2 separate regions of the Gossypium hirsutum genome follow, and region 1 is linked to region 2. The links are chromatin contacts, called in public Hi-C maps. All regions are on one chromosome and are shown on one strand. The core of a region is the stretch at or near the end of the contact, and the rest is flanking DNA. Distances in the headings are between cores, read along the strand shown.

Region 1 (7,704 bases), core at 620-3,119, 200 kb before region 2:
TTTATATTTGTTATTTATTTATTTTATATAAAAATAACAAAAAATTTATAATATAATTTATTTTATAAAACATAATCAAAATTAAATTAATGCTCAATCAATAGTTTAATATATAATATAAATTCAATTACAACTAAAATTGTTCACGGGGTTCGTCCGAAAAGTGGAAGGATTTGGATAAAAATATAGGCTCGAAAAATGGACTTAGACAAAAAATAAAGTTCCTTTAGAAAACGGGTTCGGCCTCATGTAAGGTCTTTTTGCCTGGCCCTAGTCTGAATTTGCCAAAAAAAAAACTTTTGTTTTCTTATTGCTTTCTCACTGTTTTGTTATCATTTCAGTATTATGTTGCTACTATTTTGTTATTATTATTTGGATATTGTATAATTCTTTTTTTATTGTTAATTTTGCTACTATTTTAGAGGTATTTGCTTGTTAAGTTGCACCTATATTAGTGTTATTTAACTATATATATATTTTTAAATTTATTGAGAAACAATGTTTTTAGTGTTTTTGATGTATTATATTTTAATATATGTATAAATCCTTCATCTTTAGCATTTTCTGCAATCAAGACGAAGGAAATTTTTTAGAAACATTGATTTTTATTTTAAAATTTATATTTTCTTCTTTTGCTTGAGTTATGGTGAATATGAGGGATTTAGGGTTCAAAGACATCCTTTTAAAGAAGAAGTTCCCTTCTCGCCTCTTAGACAATTCGTGTGACTAAAGGAAATCAACGGCCCAAATATGAACAAACGAAAATGGTTCAATTTTCAATGACTAGATACGCACACATGAGAATTACTCACAAACGTGCCCAGTAAGTTGCATTTAATGTTGATATGATGGACTTAAGGAGTGCCACTTTATGACACCTCTTAAGCCCATTTTAGGGGGGCGTAGATTGTTATATGTCAATAGGTTGAGACCCGAACCCTAAAAAAAATCCTAGTCTCCCATCCATGACCTGACCACGAGAGGACAATAAGGCGAACTAGATCGTAAAGCAAGGCAACCCAGCTCGTCGGAACCTTGCGCTAATTTATAGTGCAAAATCGTAGGTACAACTCGCAAGATAAGGTTACGGACCTAGCTCGTGAGGACTTAGGGAAGGTCACAATCTCACCTCATATGTACCCAAGGAACTCGTAGGAAGTGTCACGTGCTCCACAGGCCACCCAAGTACGCATCCAATAGGTACATAGCTCGCTTTGAACGCCAGTCTCAGAACAGAAAGGACTGCGTGCTCTGTAGACACATGCCCAACAAACCTAGAGCTCGCAAAGAATGTCAATAATGGAGGCAGCAAAGTTAAGACAAAATAATAAGGTCCTATCATGAGTTGTAATGGTAATAGTAACAACATATATAAATACTTGTATATTCATATCAATAAGACACAGGCAAAATATTACTCAACACATTCATATATGTTTTATTATTTATATAGACTAATCATTTTAGGGTTCATTGTTGTTTCTTGTAACAATATTGTTTTCAAAATTTAAATATGAGTTCTTCTATTGAAAGTACTTAAATAATTTTTTAATATGATAAATAAAATCTAATTGTTTACAACTTTATGGGAAGTAGTTAAGCTCAGACTTGGATTTTTAAATTCGAAAAGAAGATGAACTAAATTTCTAGAAATAAAAATATAAGGACTAAATTTCAAATGTACTAAGAGTTAGGGACTTGAAGCACATTTTAACCTAAAATCTATGCATTTGGGGCTTTCTTTAGCGGCTTAATCATTGGGCTTAGCATGACACAAGTAAAGCAGAAGGCGGTGAGATACTTGGGCTTTGTCAGGGCCCATTCCGAGTCCAAACACGAAATCTTTGAAAGAAATTAAAAAAAAAACCGCTAATAAAATAGAAAAAGAAAAATCAAGTGCGTAAAGGAATCCTTATCCCTCCCTCCCTCGCGGCGGCCCTGCGAGAGCTCTCTCGGTTCTACTCTCCGATCTCTTTTACCGTTGACTGTTAATCGCCAGCGTGCAGTCGCAACCGGCGGTTCTACTAGTCCACCTTATCGATAGCGGTTCAGGTACTTTCTAGACTTTCAATTTCAACTTTTGATGTCCTTTTAAACATTTGTCATTTTCTTTTGTGATTTTCTTGTTCTATCTGGTGTTTATATGATTTTAGTTTGATCAGTTGAGTAGGAAAGACGAGAAAAAATGAAATTACAAATTTGAAACTCTTTCCAAATAGTTTGATGCGTGAAATTATCGTTTATTTGAGTCGGTAGGGTTTATAGCAATTGAATGAAAAAAAAAATTAAAATGTTCTAATGATAAATACTATGTTAAATAAGAAAGATCTGCTAAAGGTTCACGTATTTATGTTTTGTGTTTCTATAATTGTATTTATGTTAAATCAGATTTTGATATGGTGTTCTTGTGTTTGTCTCTTATATTCACTTGCGGTAGGAATAAAGGAAATAGAGTGCAAATTAAAGGCTCTGAATAGCTACACGAGCTTGTGTGAAGTATTCGATGGCACACCGATTGTTAAGAGATCATGAGGCGGACGGCTGGGAACGCTCTGATTTTCCTATCATTTGCGAGTCATGCCTTGGTGACAATCCATATGTCCGAATGGTATTAATCATTATCTCTTTAATACTCTCTCTCACTCACTCTAGAGGCCAGCCCCTATTTATGGATCTGAAATTGTATTTTTTATATGGGAACTGTAAAGTCAAGTTTTCTGTAACTAAATCAATATGGTTTCTGTCTTTGTTTATATTTTTGGCTGTGCTTTTAGTCATATATCTATATACGTTAACCATCATGTTTGTGGATGTGAGCAGAGTTGTGAAATATGGCAATACTTTCTATAACATGGTCGAGCCTCTCTTTTTTGGAGGTGAAAATGTAGAATAAGTAAATCAAAATACAGTTGGAAGGACATTTTCATGTAGACATGGATTATCAAGTTTGAGTCTAAGGCTTGTTCTTTGACTGTGCTTGTCTCTCTACTCTTGCAACTTTCTAATAATGAGAAGATCTACTAGACTTATTATATTCTTTATTCCTACATTTTTTTATGCTTCCAGTTCTATGACTTCTATAACCTTAGCTAAACTTGAGATAAGATTCTTCAAAATGGATTTTCTGTATGCAAAACAACATGTACACTGGCATATAGGTATTAATGGTAATACTAATGGGACATATTTGAAAATTTTCTAACCTTTTGTATTTTCTCTGTTACAATGGATGAGATAATAACACAAATCAGCATCTAAATAAGCAGCAAGAAGGGATTATGATATATTAAGTCTGTTAGACTATGGTTCTAAACCTATAGATTCACCGTGGTATTCATAGTACAAAATATCCTTTTGTTTCTTCAATAATAAAAATTTCTGTGTTTACTCTTATGGGCTTCTTTACACTTTGACTACAGACTAAAGCTGATTATGATAAGGAGTGCAAGATTTGTACACGGCCATTTACAGTCTTTAGGTGGAGACCTGGTCGTGATGCAAGGTATAAGAAAACTGAGGTTTGTCAGACTTGCAGTAAGTTGAAAAATGTGTGTCAAGTCTGCCTTTTAGATCTTGAATATGGATTGCCAGTTCAAGTTCGGGATACTGCTCTAAGTATAAACTCCAATGATGCCATTCCAAAGAGTGATGTCAATAGAGAGTATTTCGCCGAGGAGCATGACAGGAGGGTATGTAGCTTCATGCTTAACAGTTATCTTTTAGCATCATTTTATGAAGAAATTAAAGGTGTCGTATGAAAATTTTCAAGCAACATCCTGGTAAACTGTTTACTTTTTAGAATATAGTCATTATTACTGTCATTGCAGTTGCTGAATCATGTGGACTTGGCATTACATACTTGCTATAACGACACTTTGCATTTCTGTCATATACATGCGAAGTACACAAGTGCATCTTACATTTTTTTTCAGTTGATATGATATCCCTATCTCTCCTCCATTTCCTCTTAGTAGCCAGAGTTTAGGTCATGCGAGGCTTTGAGTTTGGGGTATTCACTGCTTTTTGGGTTCATGGATTTTCAGTTTTACTTACTAATTACTATCACATGTTACGAGAATAAATTTGTTATGATGTTTATAACAAGATGTTACAGCTTTTCTTCATTTTTTTGTTGATTCGTAATCTTCTATATAAGTTGATGGTTTTAAGTGTGCCTAATTTATTTGTTTTAGATGGCTATGATTTCTTATTTTCTATTTTTGTTCACTCTTTATCCTTAGTTAAATATATTTGTGGCTTGCAGGCGAGAGCTGGTCTAGATTACGAATCCTCATATGGCAAGGTACGTCCAAACGACACTATTCTGAAGCTTCAGAGAACAACACCTTACTACAAGAGAAACCGAGCACATATTTGCAGTTTCTATGTGCGGGGTGAATGTACAAGAGGTGCTGAGTGCCCTTATAGGCATGAGATGCCGGAAGCTGGGGAGTTGTCCCAGCAAAATATAAAAGACCGTTACTATGGGTAAGCTCGGTTTTGATTTTTGTTTTTATTTTTATATTTTGCTAGTGATAAAAATTTTAATATTGCGAATGACTGTTTGTCTCTATTTCCTCCCCTAAATATTTGCAGGGTGAATGATCCAGTGGCACTAAAGCTACTTAACAAGGCTGGTGAAATGCCTTCTTTGGAAGCGCCTGAGGATGAAAGCATTAAAACCCTTTATGTGGGAGGGCTGGATAAAAGGATCACCGAGCAAGATTTAAGGGATAACTTTTATGCACATGGTGAAATCGAATCGATAAAGATGGTCCTTGACAAGGCATGCGCCTTTGTTACATACACAACCAGAGAAGGAGCTGAGAAGGCTGCAGAAGAGCTTTCTAGCAAGCTAGTCATAAAGGGTCTTAGGCTGAAGCTAATGTGGGGTAAGCCCCAAGCTCCAAGGCCTGAGTCAGAAACCTCCGATGGATCCAGGCAGCAAGCAGCAGTGGCTCATAGCGGAATGTTGCCCCGGGCAGTAATATCTCAGCAGCAGAATCAATTCCAGCCATCTGGACCTGGCATGCACGACCAACCACCACCTATGCAGTACTTTAATATCCCACCTCCACCTCAGATAGATAGAGCCTACTATCCATCAATGGACCCTCAAAGAATGGGTGCTCTGGTTCCGTCTAAGGATGGGGAGAACAAACCTGGGTCAGATAAACAACAAGCACAACACTATTCTTACCAAGGTATGCCGCCGCCTCCACCTGGACAATATCCTCATCAACATTATCCGCCATACAGGTACATGCAACCAATGCCACCTTATCAACAGTATCCACCATACCATTCAGCAATGCCTCCACCTCGAGGCCCACCTCAACATTATCAACACTCTGGACCATCAAGACCTCCACCACCTGTGAGTGGACCAGCTTCAACAAGCGTGCAACCACCACCAGCATCTACTTCATCAGGTTCTGCCCCGCCACCACCACCACCACCACCAGTGCCCGTCCCATCTGCTGCTGCATCTGGATCTTCTCAGCAATGAAGGTTTTCCCGTACTGTTTGTTTTTGATAATGTAAGCATAAAACTTTTTAACCCTCGAAACAACTATTTGTTTTTTTTTCGCATTCAAAAACACATCTTTTGCTTTATAAGTACTTTTTTGTTAGTAATTTTGTGAATTGTTGTTGACAAAACAATTTGTTCCTAATCGTTAGAGAAAGTTGGTTAAATTCATAAGGTTAAAATATTTCATAGGTTAATACACTTTTCATAAATTTGGAGTTTAATTATTATATTTTTTTATTTTCAAGAATTTAATATTTTTATTTCTTAAAATTTTAAAAGTCAGGTCAAATTCTAATAAACTTAGATTTAACAAAAACTATTTTAACAAATCTTAAGAAAAAGAGACTAAAATTTTAAATATAAAAGTACATAAATTAAAATTAAAATTTATAAAAAACTTATCACATATTTTAAGCAATTCATAATCCCATCGTTATCCAGCATTAAGCATGTGAATAAATGGGTGTCGGTTTCAATTTCCTCCAAACAAATGGAGGCTTCAAAGGTACTGCTTTCCTTTGCAAAACCATTAAATAATTTATGGTTCGTTCATGTATCTTACAGCAAAAGAAAGCTTAAACCTGAAGAAATTCAGTTAGGAAATACCTATCATGATGGACTCTCATATCTGAGAGCCCTACAAAATGCACAATGAAGCAATGCAAGCCACACGTGGTAATCAACAATAAACACCACATTGTCGGATGTTCATAATTGTTAATATTTAAGAAATCAAATCTTCCTACCCAAATTTATTAAAAATAATGAATTTAACATTTATAAAATATTTAATTCGGGATAGTAATGGAATGGTGAAAAATGGATGTTGTAAAATCCATTACTGCTTTGCAATTTGACACTTGACATGTTTTGTGTTAATATTCTATTTGTTTTATTGTATATAAGTAATTTTACCCTTTTACAAATAAAACGAGATAAGACAAGCTATTACCATAAAAACAAAAATTCTAATTCTTGAATAATAATGAAAATAATGAAAAGCAATTAATATCTTTAAATAATTATTGGGAAAATCGTGTGGACATTACAACCCACCAAATCAAATCTTAAATATCGTAGTTCGTAATGAGAGGTGAAAGCAAAATCAGCCAAAAATGCAAACCCCAAGAAAAATTTTGGTGTCCACAAAGCATCCATTAAAGGGGAGAATGTAACCTAAAGCTGGGAAAAGCCAAGTTTTATGATTGCTCAATTATTTAAACTTTCAAACATTACATATTTAAACCCCAAAAATATAAAATTTTATTATTACCATTTTTTACATTTGCAAAAAGGTCATTTAAGTGGAGACACCACTATAATATGTTGGAACCCTTCTTCTGTAATTTTTTTTAATAATGGGTAAACTATATTAACAATAATCCAACTATAAAAGATTATAAAATTTATTAGTAAATTTTTTTGGCCACCCAATTATCTTGAATTTTTGGGGTTTTCATATTTATATTAGCGAGTTGTAGAAAAAAATAATTGAATAATTAAGTGATTATTTTGTAACTTTTTATAGTTGGGTGACTGAAAAAGAAAAAAATAATTGGATGACTATTAATATAGTTTATCCTTTAGTAGTTGTGGAAAAAAAATAAAAATTAAGAATTACTAGAAAGTTGTATACTTAGATAGAATAATTTTGATAAAGTCAATTTAAATTTTTGGGGTCGGGTCCTTTAGAATTCTAATATTTTAGAACTGAAGTTATTTTTGGTTTGGATTAAATTCAAGTTCAATTAAATGGATCCGAACTATTAACATTCATGATTGATTTTAAGTTGAATTGAATTTTAAGTCGAATTTACATGATAAGTGGCAACTAAAGCAAGAACACATTGATTGTATCCGCGTGAAAAATGTTTGTTTGCAATGAAAATTAGACGGTCCCCTCCACTATTCTTTATTCAATTTGAGTCCTCCAAATTCTTTGAAAGCTATACTTTGTAATATAGATGGAGGGTCCTTCTCAGAGGGTTTTCAAAGGAACTTCTACCTTAAGCCTCCTCATGGTTGGAACAATCAATCATTTTATGGGGTTGGTGATAAAGCTTTATCATTGCTTCGTAAGAGGAATTTAGCCTCACGTTTTCTCTTAAACATCATATTTAACGGGTTTACACAATTTGCCGAAGATATATTGAGAAAGAATCTTAATGATA
Region 2 (6,934 bases), core at 1,194-3,693:
TTTTCTTTATTTTTTCCTTAAAAAATATATGTATATATACAAATACATAAAAAAAATACCTTTTGGGCGAAGGCCGCCGTGCACGGCGACGCTGATGGCGGCGAACGACGCCGGAGGATGGCCGGACCTCTAATCGGAATAGGAGCTAAATGAGAGGGTTGAGAGGATTTTTGAAGGTTTTTTTTTTTAAACAGGTGTAAAAGTGAAATTTTTGTTGAAAAATTTGCTTAACTAGAGGGCCAAAACGGCGTCGTTTTGGCCTGGGTCTTTAAACCCCAAAACGACGTCGTTTTGCCCTTGACCCGTCTGACCCGACCCGCTCCAGCTTATGATCCGCGTGTTTTTAATCGGAAGGGCTAATTGCGCATTTAACCTTTCCTCTTTTTTATAGCTTTGCGATTAAGTTCTATTTATTTCTAATTTGGCCCTATAATTTTCCTTCTGTTTTAATTTGGCCTAACGCAAGGTGATGCGTTTTGGAGGGAGGAGATATTTACTTTCCTGGTCCTCCATTTCGATTGCGCGTTGCAATCCGATCCTTTCCCTTTTATTTATTTTTTATTTCGCCCCAAACTTTCGTTTTAAATTCAATTTGGTCCTTTTTTTTTAGTTATTTTGCTACTTTATTATTTAATTGATTAATTGGACATTTTTTATATTATTATTATTGTTATTATTATTATTATTACTTCTATTATTATTATCATTATACTATTAAATTAATTTGCTTAATATTTAGTATTTATTCGCTTGATTATTTATTTATCATTCTGTATAGAGATTTATTTTATTTTCATCCCTTTTGCAAATTTGTATTTTATTTACTTATTTCAATTTTTTTTATGTAGTATTGATTTCAAGCAATTTTATTTTATTATTTTTGATATTACATATTTTAAATAATTCTATCTTAATTGAGTTTTATATATTTTACTTTAAATTATCTTATATATTATTCATTTTATATCGTTTTATATAATGTTTTATTTTATATTATTACAAATTATTTCATATATTGTTTGTTTTGAGTTTATTTATATATTGTTTATTTTAAACTTATATATATTATTTTAAATTCTGTGATATATCGTCTATTTTTGATTTATTTTGTATTTTGTTGATTTTTAAATTATTTTCTCACATTATATGTTATAAATTCATTTATTATCATTTTTAAATTATTTTTACATTCTATTTCGACTTGCTTTGTTTTTTAACTTGTTATATATGTCTTTTAAGTCATTTGTCTTTGATTGTTGATGTTAGCTTCTTACATAATGTATATGATGCGTTTATTGTCATTTTGTGTTCTATAAGCTATTTATCTATATTTTCATATTGTCGTTTTTCATTAATGCTTTTTATGCATCATTTTAATATTGTATCAATTTTCCCCCAAATCCAAAAAACTTTTAAAAAATAATAAGGCAATACTCGGTATTTGGAATCTTCGAGAGGATTGTATCCTAACTTACTGGGTTCCAATTTTCCTCGTTGAGTCTAAATAACCGAATACCCTTCTCCAATCTAAACGTATAAGCTTCAAATAAAAGCTTATTCTCGAGAATTTGAAGTGTTGTATCCTAACTCTTCGTTATCTCGAGATAAGGATTTTTAGAAATAAAGGCAATATTCTACGTTTGGAATTTTGAGCAATTGTATCCTAACTTACTGGGTTCCGAATTTTCATTTGACTCAAATAATTAATTTTTTTTAAACTTAAGTGCATGAGTTTTAAAAATCAAAATACAAGCTTAATTTCGAGGATTTGAAATGTCGTATCCTAACTCACTGGGTGTAACATTTTATTTCTTCGAGATAAGAGGGTCTTAGCATCCAATTTGATTTATTCAGGTGTTCTTTTAAATAAGAGGATCGTATTTTAAAATCTTTTTAAATTTTCAACGTTAGGACATTAATTAATCAATTAGGTATCAATTTTAGGCGTTACGAGGGTGCTAACCTTTCCTCGCACATAACCGGCTCTCGGACCCGTTTTTTAGTTTTGAAGACCAAATCGTTGTTTTAATAAATCAAAAATGTTTTATTAAAATGACCAACCTCAAGGTGGTCCGATCACACTTTGAAAAAAAATTGGTAGCGATTCCATTTTCGTTTTTAAGTTGATTCCCGTTTTTCAAAATAAAGATAGTTTCGACATAGATTATGATTTAAAAATATTTTAATGATATTAATCCTTTTTAATACCAAAAATAAAACACTGAGGAGCAAAAAAAAAAATCTATAATCCCCAAAATTTTCTATAAGGAAAAATCAACCAAATTAGATTATGTAGTTCTAGAAATATGGTACAGGGATACACCGTCAGTACCCATAAGTGTACCCAAACGATGCCGTTTAGGACCCTACCAAATACGCTGTCGTTTATGGCTCATATTGTCACCTCCGTCTATTATAATATTTTTTAATAAACATTTCCAAATATACAATACAAAGTATAATTATTATAAATTTAAGAACAGGAAAAAGAAAAAGGAAAAAAAAGAAAGGGAAAAAGAATGTCGTGGTTAGCTAGATCGATTGCTAACTCGCTCAAGCTTGACGACGACGACGACGACGATCGGACCAATGCGGCGCTGGATCCGAAACCCGAATCCGATCCGAATCCTAACCAAGCCTCTCCTTCTCATTCCCATTCATCATCGGATCCCAACACTCCACGTGGCGTCAAAGAAGACCTATCCGAGCTTACCAAAACCCTATCTCGTCAATTCTGGGGTGTTGCTTCCTTCTTCGCTCCTCCTCCTCCGGAATCATCGGAGCAGCAGCCCGATCACGCGGCTGAGAAGGAGGAAAACTCTCTCCGGCCACCGCCGTCTTCTGATGATACGGATGAGTCGTCGGATGAGGCATTGATAGCGGGAATCCGTAGCGATTTATCTGAGATCGGTGGGAGATTCAAGACTGGAATCTCGAAGCTGTCTAATAATATGAATGTCTCGGAGTTCACTAAGATCGCTTCGAATTTCCTTCAGTTTGGATCCGAAGGTGAGGGTGTTGAAACATACGAGAGTGGAATCGCTGTTGGTGTGACCGAAGAAGTGGTCGCGTTCGCGAGGGATCTCGCGATGCATCCAGAGACTTGGCTTGATTTTCCGGTGCCCGATGATGATGGTTTTGATGGTAATTTACTTGATTTCTTATTTTGTACACTAATGTGCTTAAATTAAATTAGCTCACTTCTTGTTCATTCATTGGTACCTTCAACTGTTTTTCTTTTAAATGTGCAATTCTTTTTGCAAATCTCTGATTCCTTAATTTAGTAATGCATAGTTGATAATTGATTATCGAATGCTATATATCTTTTGAAATCAGTGGACTGGATAATAGAATGAAATTACATTTTGATACTTTATGGTTGCTACGACGGATCTTTCAATTGCCTTTTGCATTGTGGTTTCTCGATCGGCCGATGTTTGATATCTCTATGAGATTTCACTAACAAACCCTGTACTGTCAAAACTGTCCACGTGTCTTATTTTATGCCTTTATGTGTATAATTGTGTATTTATAGGTTATATATAATTATGATGATGAGAATTGCTTTGTCATTCAATGCAATAAATTTATAGGTGAGTGAAATCTTAGGAGCATGAGCTGGTACTTGTTTCTGTTATATTTTGATAATAATTTGCTCTGCTGCTTGGTGATGCTCATGAGTTTTTTGTCATATATTTCTGTGTATTATTTGAACTTTGAAGCGCGTTTTAGGGGATATTTCAGTACCACTACTTTGTGCATATGTTAGATTGGTTTTCCGTAAGGGCTGCTGTACCCTTAGTTCAGAGATGTGGTATGAATCTGGCTAATTTCTCTCATCCTTATATTGTTTTGAAATTTCAGATTTTGACATGTCTGATGAGCAACAAGAACATGCTTTAGCTGTTGAACGTCTTGCACCAAGATTGGCTGCTCTTAGGATTGAACTTTGCCCAGGATATATGAGTGAGGGTTGCTTTTGGAAGATCTATTTTGTACTTCTTCATCCTCGGCTTAATAAACAAGATGCAGAACTTCTGTCTACTTCCCAAGTAAGTTTGTGGGTCCTTTTTCTTCATTGATTTGTCCCACATTCTTTGTGGTCCAAGGTGTTGTGTATTATGTTTTTGAGGATTCACTTAAGGAATTTCATCTACGGCAGATATGAAATGAGAATAAAACTAATATTAACAAATTAATTAAATACTGAAAATTCTTAAGTGCACTTGGTAATAGAAGCTCATCAAGTTTTATGAATTTCATTTTCAGACTTGAGTGCCATTTTCATCAATTCTCTCTTTTGAAAAAGGAGTGCTAGTGTATAAGTTGGTCTTATCATTCTATTAGGTGTGCATTTCCTTGCAGTGGCTATCTTTGTCTAGGAGCTAGTTTGCCATTGAGATTGAAATTTGTTGTGAAAAAGTGCTTCTACAAAGTGTTTTTGAAAAGTTTGATAGTGTTTAACATTGCTGTCAAAAAGTGTTATTGAGAAGATAAATTATCAATTTTAGACATGATGTTGTGAAATATATTAAAGATAAAAAGGTAATTTCATTGAAAACCACTTTTCTAAAAGCAAAAAGGCTAAAAATTTTGGCTTTTTGACTTGGGCTAAAATCCGAATTTAAAATCAAGGTTTGTAAGCCTGCTTGTTTATTAACTTTTTTGGTTTAAAATCAAGGTTCGGGTTGAAAGGTGCTGTTCAACCTCAATGGTAAACAAAGCCTAATCATGGTTTCTTTTCAGATCTCTTGTTTGACCTTCTACCAACATTCTCATTTCTTACTCATGTCATTTCCTTGAAATATAACCCAAAAGTTTTTAACTCTTGCAGTTAAAATTTTAATATGGAATGAAGGGAATGATTGCTTGTGCTTTTCTTTGTGATTCACCTTCCTTCGCCCCTCTGTTCCACTTTCCCTTTCTGGATTTCTAACTGTTGATTGTCATGCATGCAGATAGATGAAGCAAGAGCAATGTTAATGCAAGGGATACAGAACCGATCTAAGGCTAAGATGGAAGAAGAACATTCTGAAAGTGGCACTTCAAATATAAAGGCTGATTTACCACATGAAGAGTTTCTTTCTGTGCCTTCTCCCGCTCAATCTAAGCCAACACCATTTAATGAATCTGGAACTGAAGCAGCCGCTACTGCTGTAGCTGTTGAAGTTGCAACAGAAAAGCACCCAGTTCTGACTACTGAGATGCAGGTTGTTGACAAGTCTGTCATTGATGAAGAGCCAAAGAAAGAAGTCAAACATCAACATTCAACATCTGCTTCCTCTGAAGTTTCTATCGAGAAATTTGAAGATGATGCTGATGACTGGTTAAAAGAGGAAACTTCGGAGGCAGTTGGCACAAGTGCTACCACCATCCCTCTTGGAAATGATGAGGATGTTTCATTCAGTGATCTTGAGGATGATGATGACGACATGCCAATAAACTACAAGAAAGTCACATCTGGTTCTGATTCTTCAGCAAAAGACTCAAGAGAGTGGGTTCAACTCAGCAGGAGCTCTATGGACTCAGTAAAAAACGTTAACTGTGTTGGCAACGAACATTCTGGGTCTGAGCAGGTAAGTACTCGTAACCCTGAAACCAAGGAATCAAATGATTGGCTTGATATCGAAGAAATCATGTGAACCAATAACCTTTGCTATATCTGTATTCTAGATTCGTCTTCTCTATAATCTTGTTAATACTTTGTGTATGATTTCTTCAGTTTGAGCTGATGCTCTGGAAACTATATTTTCTGTACATAAAGCACTGTTGGAATTGGATAATTACGCGCTGCTGCAATAATATTCATGTAATTTATGTCCAGTAAATTAAGAATCTATCATATAAAAAGTATAGATATCATTAATGTTTGATCAGGAAAGGGATTTAAGTTGGTGTGAATTCTTTAGTCATATTTGTTCAATTTAGTATCGGGTCTGAGTCATTTCAAGTTCAGGTTGTTTTGTGTTTAGATTTTTTTCGGCTTGAAGCTTGGGTTTTTGGATCTGGGTCATTATAGGTTTCCATTATTTAGGTTCCCGTCACTTTGGGTTTTGTTCATTTCTGAGTTCCAGTTCAAATTGTTTCTAGTTGAGATCAGTTTCAGATGAGTTAGCTCGAGTTTGGATTAACAAGTTCGGTTTGTGGATTTTTGTTGATTTTTTTATATATATATATAATGATAGAATGGATTATGACTGGGAAAAGAAACCCTAATATTTCATAAATAATGAATTATGTACATGATTAGGAACTGTTCATGATTTAATGAACCCAAAATTCTCTGAAAATCGCTCAAGCTGAGACCATAACCCAAATTCCCCAATGAAAGCTTAGCCCTTTCTTCCACTTCACCACTACTGTTTCTACTAATACTTGATGAAGATGCTCTAGAGGTCCCATTAGGTGATCTATATACCCTCAAAACAGACCCCCCAATCTCTTGTCTCACCAATTCCACTGTTCTTAGATCTGCTTCATGCCCCGAAGCATCCGTAACATAGAAAGTTCCGGTTGCTCTCTCCGCTTGTGTCCCGATTTCTACTCGGGTTATTGATAACCCATTTTCACGAAACGCTTGTGTCCCGATTTCTACTCGGGTTATTGATAACCCATTTTCACGAAACACCCTCGTCACGTCCGAAAGCAATCCCATCTTGTTTTGTGTGCATATATCAAGCCTCAACCCCTGCATCAAATGAAAAAGATCACTAAAACAAACAATTTCAACAACCAAAATCAGACTAAGTCTTTTTGTTTTGTTTCAAGACACTAACATGGGATTCTCTTTTTTCTATTGCTGCAATCAAACATTGTGCAAGTTTTTGTCTTTCACTTTGCGTATTCAAACTGCATCCATCTTGTCTCCTTATGAAATATTCCTGAATGCATATATCAAAGTTAATAATCAAAAATAACGGAAACATCTTTTTAT

Evidence for each region. Hi-C and Micro-C count contacts between places; a contact is called where the count stands out from the background.
Region 1: a Hi-C map of leaf shows a contact between it and region 2, with 4 times the contacts expected there. The contact joins the promoter of LOC107922165 here to the promoter of LOC107940932 in region 2. A contact is called at or near these places in 14 of 34 Hi-C or Micro-C datasets (anther, callus, hypocotyl and 3 more).

The regions. Positions count from the first base shown.
Region 1 is chrA02:105,080,711-105,088,414 of Gossypium_hirsutum_v2.1, reverse strand. It overlaps LOC107922165 (zinc finger CCCH domain-containing protein 40), which reads left to right and starts at 1,869. Exons shown (of 5, transcript XM_041080049.1): 1 at 1,869-2,052; 2 at 2,438-2,608; 3 at 3,420-3,689; 4 at 4,265-4,488; 5 at 4,597-5,637. The coding sequence starts at 2,504. The coding sequence ends at 5,509.
Region 2 is chrA02:104,886,408-104,893,341 of Gossypium_hirsutum_v2.1, reverse strand. It overlaps LOC107940932, which reads left to right and starts at 2,443. Exons shown (of 3, transcript XM_016874398.2): 1 at 2,443-3,144; 2 at 3,865-4,052; 3 at 4,959-5,828. The coding sequence starts at 2,520. The coding sequence ends at 5,642. It overlaps LOC121209388 (a long non-coding RNA gene), which reads right to left and starts at 183. Exons shown (of 2, transcript XR_005904514.1): 1 at 60-183. It also overlaps the pseudogene LOC107940933.